Regions from separate parts of the Bos taurus genome. Here region 2 is linked to region 1. Evidence: chromatin contacts called from public Hi-C data. All regions are on one chromosome and are shown on one strand. The core of a region is the stretch at or near the end of the contact, and the rest is flanking DNA. Distances in the headings are between cores, read along the strand shown.

Evidence for each region. A called contact is a pair of places that touch in the nucleus more often than the background predicts.
Region 2: a contact with region 1 is called in a Hi-C map of blastocyst, with 1.8 times the contacts expected there. The contact joins the enhancer-like site here to the promoter of LOC100847454 in region 1. A contact is called at or near these places in 2 of 11 Hi-C or Micro-C datasets (blastocyst and skeletal muscle).

Annotation. Positions count from the first base shown.
Region 1 is chr7:53,349,530-53,352,796 of ARS-UCD2.0, reverse strand. It overlaps LOC100847454, which reads right to left and starts at 1,545. Exons shown (of 11, transcript XR_807886.4): 1 at 1,287-1,545. SPRY4 (sprouty RTK signaling antagonist 4) reads left to right here and starts at 1,635. Exons shown (of 2, transcript NM_001081512.1): 1 at 1,635-1,800.
Region 2 is chr7:53,384,229-53,387,495 of ARS-UCD2.0, reverse strand. All of the region lies in intron 3 of LOC100847454, which reads right to left. Among named protein-coding and RNA genes, the nearest start is that of SPRY4, 35 kb to the right of the region's middle. Within about 2 kb of position 1,780, at least 58 of the 102 cell types and tissues checked have an H3K27ac peak or open chromatin away from gene starts, as enhancers often do. A contact at or near this core is called in blastocyst and skeletal muscle, where this site is marked.

The DNA of each region.
Region 1 (3,267 bases), core at 296-2,795:
GCGTTTGACTAGCGAGAAGCCATTTTAGCCTAGACTCGGTGACCTTGGGCTCTGGTCTGGGTTTGTAAAATGTCTCTCCCTCTGCCGATCCCCTGGGTCCCAGCTCCAGCCCAAGGCCAAACCTCTGGTCTGGAGCTTTGCATATGCTCCACTGACAACTGCCAAGCGCAGTCCTATGGTGGCGTAGGAAGAAAAAGTCAGCCTCACCACCTCCCGGTGAAGCGAAAACACCACCAAGATAAACCTTTCAGGGGGATTCAGGCCCTAGCCCAGCCTTATCCCTGCATCAAAGCCACCCCCTACCCCGTACTCCCCGGAGGCTACAGCCTCCTCCGTTCCTGGGCGGAGCTGGGCCTGCTGCGAGGGCTCCCCGCCTTCCCGGAGTCGGGCCTAATGGCGGGGGCTTTTCTTTTCACCCGCCGAGGCTGAGGCTCTTCCCACCTCCCCCCCTCGCCCCACCCGCCCCATCATTAACTGCAAAGAAAAGATCCCGGCCATTTCCATTTCCTCTGCGGCTCAAGAGCCCTGTTGTTATTTAATCCCGCGGCCACCCCAGCAGCATCTTTGGCGCAGACGGCTCCACCCATCCACCTGGCCAGTTCTGCACCGCTCCTGCTTCTCCCGCGGGGCACTAGTCAGGGCGGTTGGAGAGAGGCGCCTACAGCAGCAAAGGCTGTGGCCTTTAGGCCTGCGTCCCGTGAGGGTTGCGAAACACGCGGGAGTGGAGGGGAGCACTAGCCGGGGCAGCAGAGGACGGGCGGACGCCGGAGCACTGCGGACATTACACTGGGGTGGGAGGAAGTGGGGCGCTGTCAGGCGAGAGCCAGATCTCTAGCTGAGTAGCCAGTCCACTCCGGGGGGTACTAGGGCCGGAAAAGGCTCGGCCCAGTCCTGTCCACACCCAAGAGGTGGGGGAGGGGTGCTCTGCACTTATTCAAGGGAGACTCAGCCTCAGGAAGGGAACCAGATTCACTCAGTAACCCCCAACTCCGCCCTTCTTTGATATGGACCTTTGACATTTTCTTAAAATTTTTGGTAAACACAGCTTCAAGACCCTTCCCCCCCGACGCCCCTACTCTAGAGAAAGAGAAGGCCCCTAGCAGGGGTCCTCCCGTTCCCCGCCCTCTGACTGCGGCGGGTAGAAATCCCTGGATCTAGGTGTGTCCTCCCCCACCCAGCTCTTAGCCCAGGATCCTGAGGTCGCAGTGTTTCCCCACCACCACCCCGCCCCCAGCAACACGGACGGTTCCAACCCAGGTCCGCAGTGGCGTGAAGGTAGCCTTTACCTCCTCTCGCAGGCTGGGAGGGGGTACAGCCCGCGCAGCTGAACCAGCTGCAGCAGTCGCCGCCGCCCTCCATTCATAAAGGAAAAAAAAAAAAAGCAACAACAACCTCCACCCCTCTTTGTAAAAGAGCGACGGCCCCTGGAGGAGCGAGAGCCAACCCCAGCAATCACGGGTTAAGTCCTTTTCCGGCCCCCCATTCATAAAAAAAGGAACGCGGCGCATGCGCGCGCGGGGTCTCTTGTGCCCACCCATTCATAGAATCGCGAGCGGCGCGCGTGCGCACTGGAGCTCCCTTCCCTCCCATTCATAAAAAAGCCATTTTCCCAGGCAGTGGTTGCAACATCGCCGCGGAGGCAGTGAGAGAAGCTGACAGCGCGGAGCTGGCGCTGCAGAGCGCAGGGAGCCGAGCCGGTTCCTCCGGCCGGCGTCTGCGAGGATAGCGGCGTCCGATCCGCTCGGGTTCGGGGGTTTACACAGACGTGGAGCAATGCTTGTGACTCTGCGGCTCCTCAAAGTAAGTCCTCGACCGGTTTCGGGATGTGAAGCTACCCTTCTCTGAGTCGCAACGCGACTCCCCCTCGGGCTGGGGCAGATGCTGCGCTATTTCTATACGCGCCTCAATGTTCTTTCCCTCTCCCTGCGCCTCCTGGAGCAGCTGCGGTGCGCCGCAGCTCCCTGACGCCCTCGGCTGGGCCAGTTAGGCGCCGGGGGTGCTCACAGCCTGGCACCGGCGTTTCCGACCCCCGGGCATTGCCAAGCCGGGCTTTCCCACTCTACCACTCAGAAGCACCGTGCGTGTCCCGGGAGTTTGCTTCTGGCCTGGCCCCTTTCCGCCTACCACTACCCACCTCGGGTGCTGGAACAGGCGATTTTGGGCTCCGTGAGGAGCCACCTCTTGGGTCCGGCGGGCGCCTTCACCCTGGGCGGCTCGCCCACCCTGGGCTCTCTGCCCACGGTGCCAGTCTGCCGTAGATCTCCCCAGCCCGCCGCAGAGGCCTATGCTCGACGTAGGTTTTAGTTTACCCTTCGGAGCCGTGATGGACTAGGTTTCTTTCCTTCTGCCTACCCCTCGATGGTCAGCGCAGGGCTGGCCCGGGACTGGGCATTTCTGCTCTCTCTTTGGTGAGGCGGTTCCTCGCCGTCTGACCTTTGCTCTGCTGCCGCATTTTATGCTGTGCAACTGCCTTGCAGTTGCCTTCCTTTCCCCGGCCTCTGCAGGGGCCAAGGCTCCTCGGCCTCCTCGTGTCCCCCTATACTCTGGCACCGAATTGTGCCAGGCCCCGAGGCTCCCGGCCGCTCTGGGGCTGTGGTGGGGGCTGAAGGTGCGTTTACATAACGCCAGGCGTGTGGGAGCTGGAGGAAGAGGTTGCGTGCGTAGGAGAGATAAGTCTCCCGCCTTCCCTCCTTCCTTCTTGGTGGTACCAGGCTTGACATCACCGAGAAGAAAGAAGGACAGAGACGGTACGTTATGAAAATTCTGAATCGCCAAGGCTTGGGAGGCAATGAAGGCGGGTAAGGGCAGGTTTGGCCAGCCAGGACAGCTGGAGCTTGGCTCCATCACTGGGGCCAAGGCTAGGGCCAGGGCTGTGCCCAGTTTCCCCTCCCTGCAGACGATCAAAAAGCATTTAGACAGTAGCTGCTCTTGTGCAAGAAGCCAGTTTCTCAATTCTCTTTGATTGAGGACTGGGGGTTGTGGGCAGAGGAAGCAAGAGAGGTGGAAAATGGTTGCATGGCTAGATGGGCTGAGTGATGAAGGAAAGAAGAGAACTGGGCTGGAGGGCTGGATGGTGGGCAGAGGGGACAGATGCTGGCTGCCTCATGCACCAGCTGCTGGATGGGTATCCATTTTGCCAGGCCTGGATGAGGGGGCAGAAGGCTGCCTTGTGGCCCACTAGGGCTCGGAGGGCACCTCTCCCCCCAGGATGATCTGTGAAGAAAGGAAGGGTGTGTGTTCAATGGGGTGCCCAGACCCAGCGTGAAC
Region 2 (3,267 bases), core at 531-3,030, 34 kb before region 1:
TATCTGAATGACTCCCTCTTACATACACACATGGACCATGTGGGGACGGACAGAAACCCCAGCTGCAACATTCCCAGGGGCACAACCTCTCTGGGAACTAACTTTTCATCTCTTAGGATTCATCACAGGATCAAATGAGAAAACCCAGAAACAGCATGTGGGCAGTGCGTAGCACAGAGCAGGTACAGGATGCCATTAACTGTTCTATAGGACACTGATGAAATCCAGAGGCAAACACTCCTCCTCCCCCCACCCACCTCCACCTCACGGCCTCTGAGCTTAGAATCCAGGGTCTTGAAATGAAGGGGGCTATTTGGCTTTAGGAATCCAACACCAGGGAAATCTTTTTCAAGGATCCCGTTTTCCCATTCAAGTAGAGGGGAAAGAACTAAGACTCCACAACAGGCCCCCTCCTTCTCCAAGATCTGAGGGTACAGTCCCAAAAAGGCAGATTCCAGCCTGAGGGTGTCAGCCACTCAGGTTTTTTTTTTTTTTTCCCCAGAAAGTGGGACCTGATTGAGAGCTCCCTGGAGGCTGGGGTGACAAAAGACACAACAAAAATCCCCGCATCCTTTTACTACTAGTCCCCTCAATCAGATTTAAAGCACCAAACAAAGAGGGACACCACCAGTAACCAGAGTGAGGACTAAATGATCCGGTCACTCGCACCTTACTCTTGTGTGAGTTGGTCATGTTCCTCAGCCTCTATGAACCTCAGTTTCCTCATGCACATAAAGACCATAGAAATGCCAACCTCAAGATAATATTGGAAAGATGAAATGAGAAAATCCGCTGCACATCACGCCTGGGACGTTAGCTGCTGCTCTGAATATTTAAGCCAGTGCCGGAATCACAAACATTAATTGCTCCAAAAGAACACTGTGTGCAACAAAGGCAACCTTCCCCTAGACCACAGCCCAGACTGGAGTGCTCCACCACGGGCCCAGCTTGGGAGCAAACTGGAACTGCACCAGAGGCTTCCAGAAATCATACCAAGACATGTGGGGAGGGGTCGGGAAAGGTAAGAATGGATAAAATCACAGGTGTAATTAACCAAGACCCTAGCAGCTCCTGGAAGGGTGCGGGGCTGTCCTGTTGGAAACGGTGGTGGATGCGCCTCTTGAAACAACCTGGTCTTAACCACCTGTTACACTGGACTTACCAATGGAAACGGCCACAATTGAAGATCTGAGACTTCTAACATGTTCTGGTGGCAGTGAAGCCGTGGGGTTACAGACATAAGCTCAGGGTGAATTAAACTTCCTAGGTAGGTGCTCAAAGAGTCCCCAGATGGTTCCAGGAGCTGGTGACCATTCAGCTATCCGGTAACCTCCCTGGGCCTCAGTGCGCCCCCCACCCACCCCCGCGACTCTGGAACTAATGATCACTGCGACTGTAGGGAATCCAGAGGCTCAACGCGGGGTCATGCTCAGGTTCTTCCTGGACAGGGCCCGCGGTGCAGGTGCGGGTGTCATCCGTTCAAGGAGGAAAAGGGCGAGGAGGCAAGGGTGGCGCGCGAGGCTGCACACAAGCTGAGGCCCTTTCTGTGGCAGCTGCTGAAAAAATAATCAGAAGAAAGCAACTGGAACGCGAGGGGGGCGCGGGGCGGGGGCTCTTCCCGCAGGCGCCCCGGAGCCGGCCGGGGCTTGTGGCCTGGCCGGGGAGGCCGTGGAGAGGACGCCCCGCGGGAGCGCCGAGGCCCCGCTGCGCCCGGCCGGGCGGGGGCGACGGAGGCGGAAGCGGGGGCGGCTGGAGCGCGGTGGGGATGTTTAAAGGAAATTTACAATCATTTCCTCTCTGTGGTTTGGTGACAAATCAACAACATCCTGTTCTTTTGTGAGGCTCTGGGCGCCTGCGAGGCGGGGGCAGCGCTCCGGCTCTTAAAGGGACACACACTGGGCTCCCCTCCCCCCTCCCCTGTGGCTCCAAAAAAAAAAAAAAATTACAGCCTCCCTAAGGCGCCACCTCCCGGGGCGCGCGCTGCCGGAATGCGGGGGCTGCTGCGCCAGGCGGTCCCTCGGGCCGCGACCCGGGCAGTGTCCCCTCCTCTGGGGCATCCTCCCACCTCCCGTCCCCATCCTAGGACGGAGGTAAAGGCGGCAGCGGAGCACCCCTCTGATGTCGCAGCCCGGGGCTATGTCCCGCCAAGGGGACACCCAGCGGGCAGAAGGGGACCCCCCCCCAACCCCCGCCGACGTTTCTCTTCCCTTCCCCACCCCAACCCTGGGGCAGCGCAGTCCCAGCCTCGGACCTCCGGGTAGTTTTTATCCCTCTCCTCCAATCCCCTGGCCTTGAATTTTTCCACCCCTAAACTCTGGATTTATGGTTAAAATATCGACGTATGCACAGAAGGTTTATAAAACGCCAAAACAGAGAGGCTTCCCAAGCTGTAGGAGTAATGAGAATCAGATGGCTAGAACAGAAAAATAAAATATATTCAACTGCCCTCCTGAGATTTCCTTCATTCAGTCATTTAATGAGGGCTGGTCACCATTCTAGGCCCCGTACAGCAGGAACAAGACAGAATCAGTCCCTGCCCCCAAGGGGCTTAGATTCTTGAATGAATGAACAAACGAATGAACAGGATTATTTCACTTATTCTTAAGTGCTATGATTAAAGGGTCATATTTTGTAGAAGAGCAGCTTCTGGTCTGGAGAACTCTCTGAGCAGGGGACAATCTGACTGGGACCAGAAGGGGGAAAAATCACCGTTCCTGTTAAGTTAGTTGAGAGGTCTATATAGCATTCTCAGGAAAGAGACTGAAAGTTGGGGCAGCACCTGAAGGGCTTTCTTAGTGGCTCAGCTGGTAAAGAACACGCCTGCAATGCAGGAGACCTGGGTTGGGAAGATCCCCTGGAGAAGGGAAAGGCAACCCACTCTAGTATTCTGGCCTGGAGAATTCCATGAACTGTATAGTCTATCCGGCTGCAAAGAGTTGGACAGAGCTGAGTGACTTCCACTTTCACTTGAAGGGCACCCAAAGAACAGATTTCCTTCATGAGGACAAGTCTTGGAGGTTGGCACCCAGGATAAGAGAGACCTGGGTCCTTGTGGTCAGGCTGTATAACCTGGGCAAGTCTTTCCCCACTCCAGGCCTCATCTGGAAAATGAGATCACGAAACTAGAATCAGTAGTTCTCAACCTTGGTACAAATTAGAATTCCCAGAGAGATTTTCAAAAAACCTTCCATTGTCCTGTCCCGTTCCACCGCAGACCAGCAGAATCAGAATCACTGCTAATGGAGCCTGGCTGGGCCTGCCTGCAAC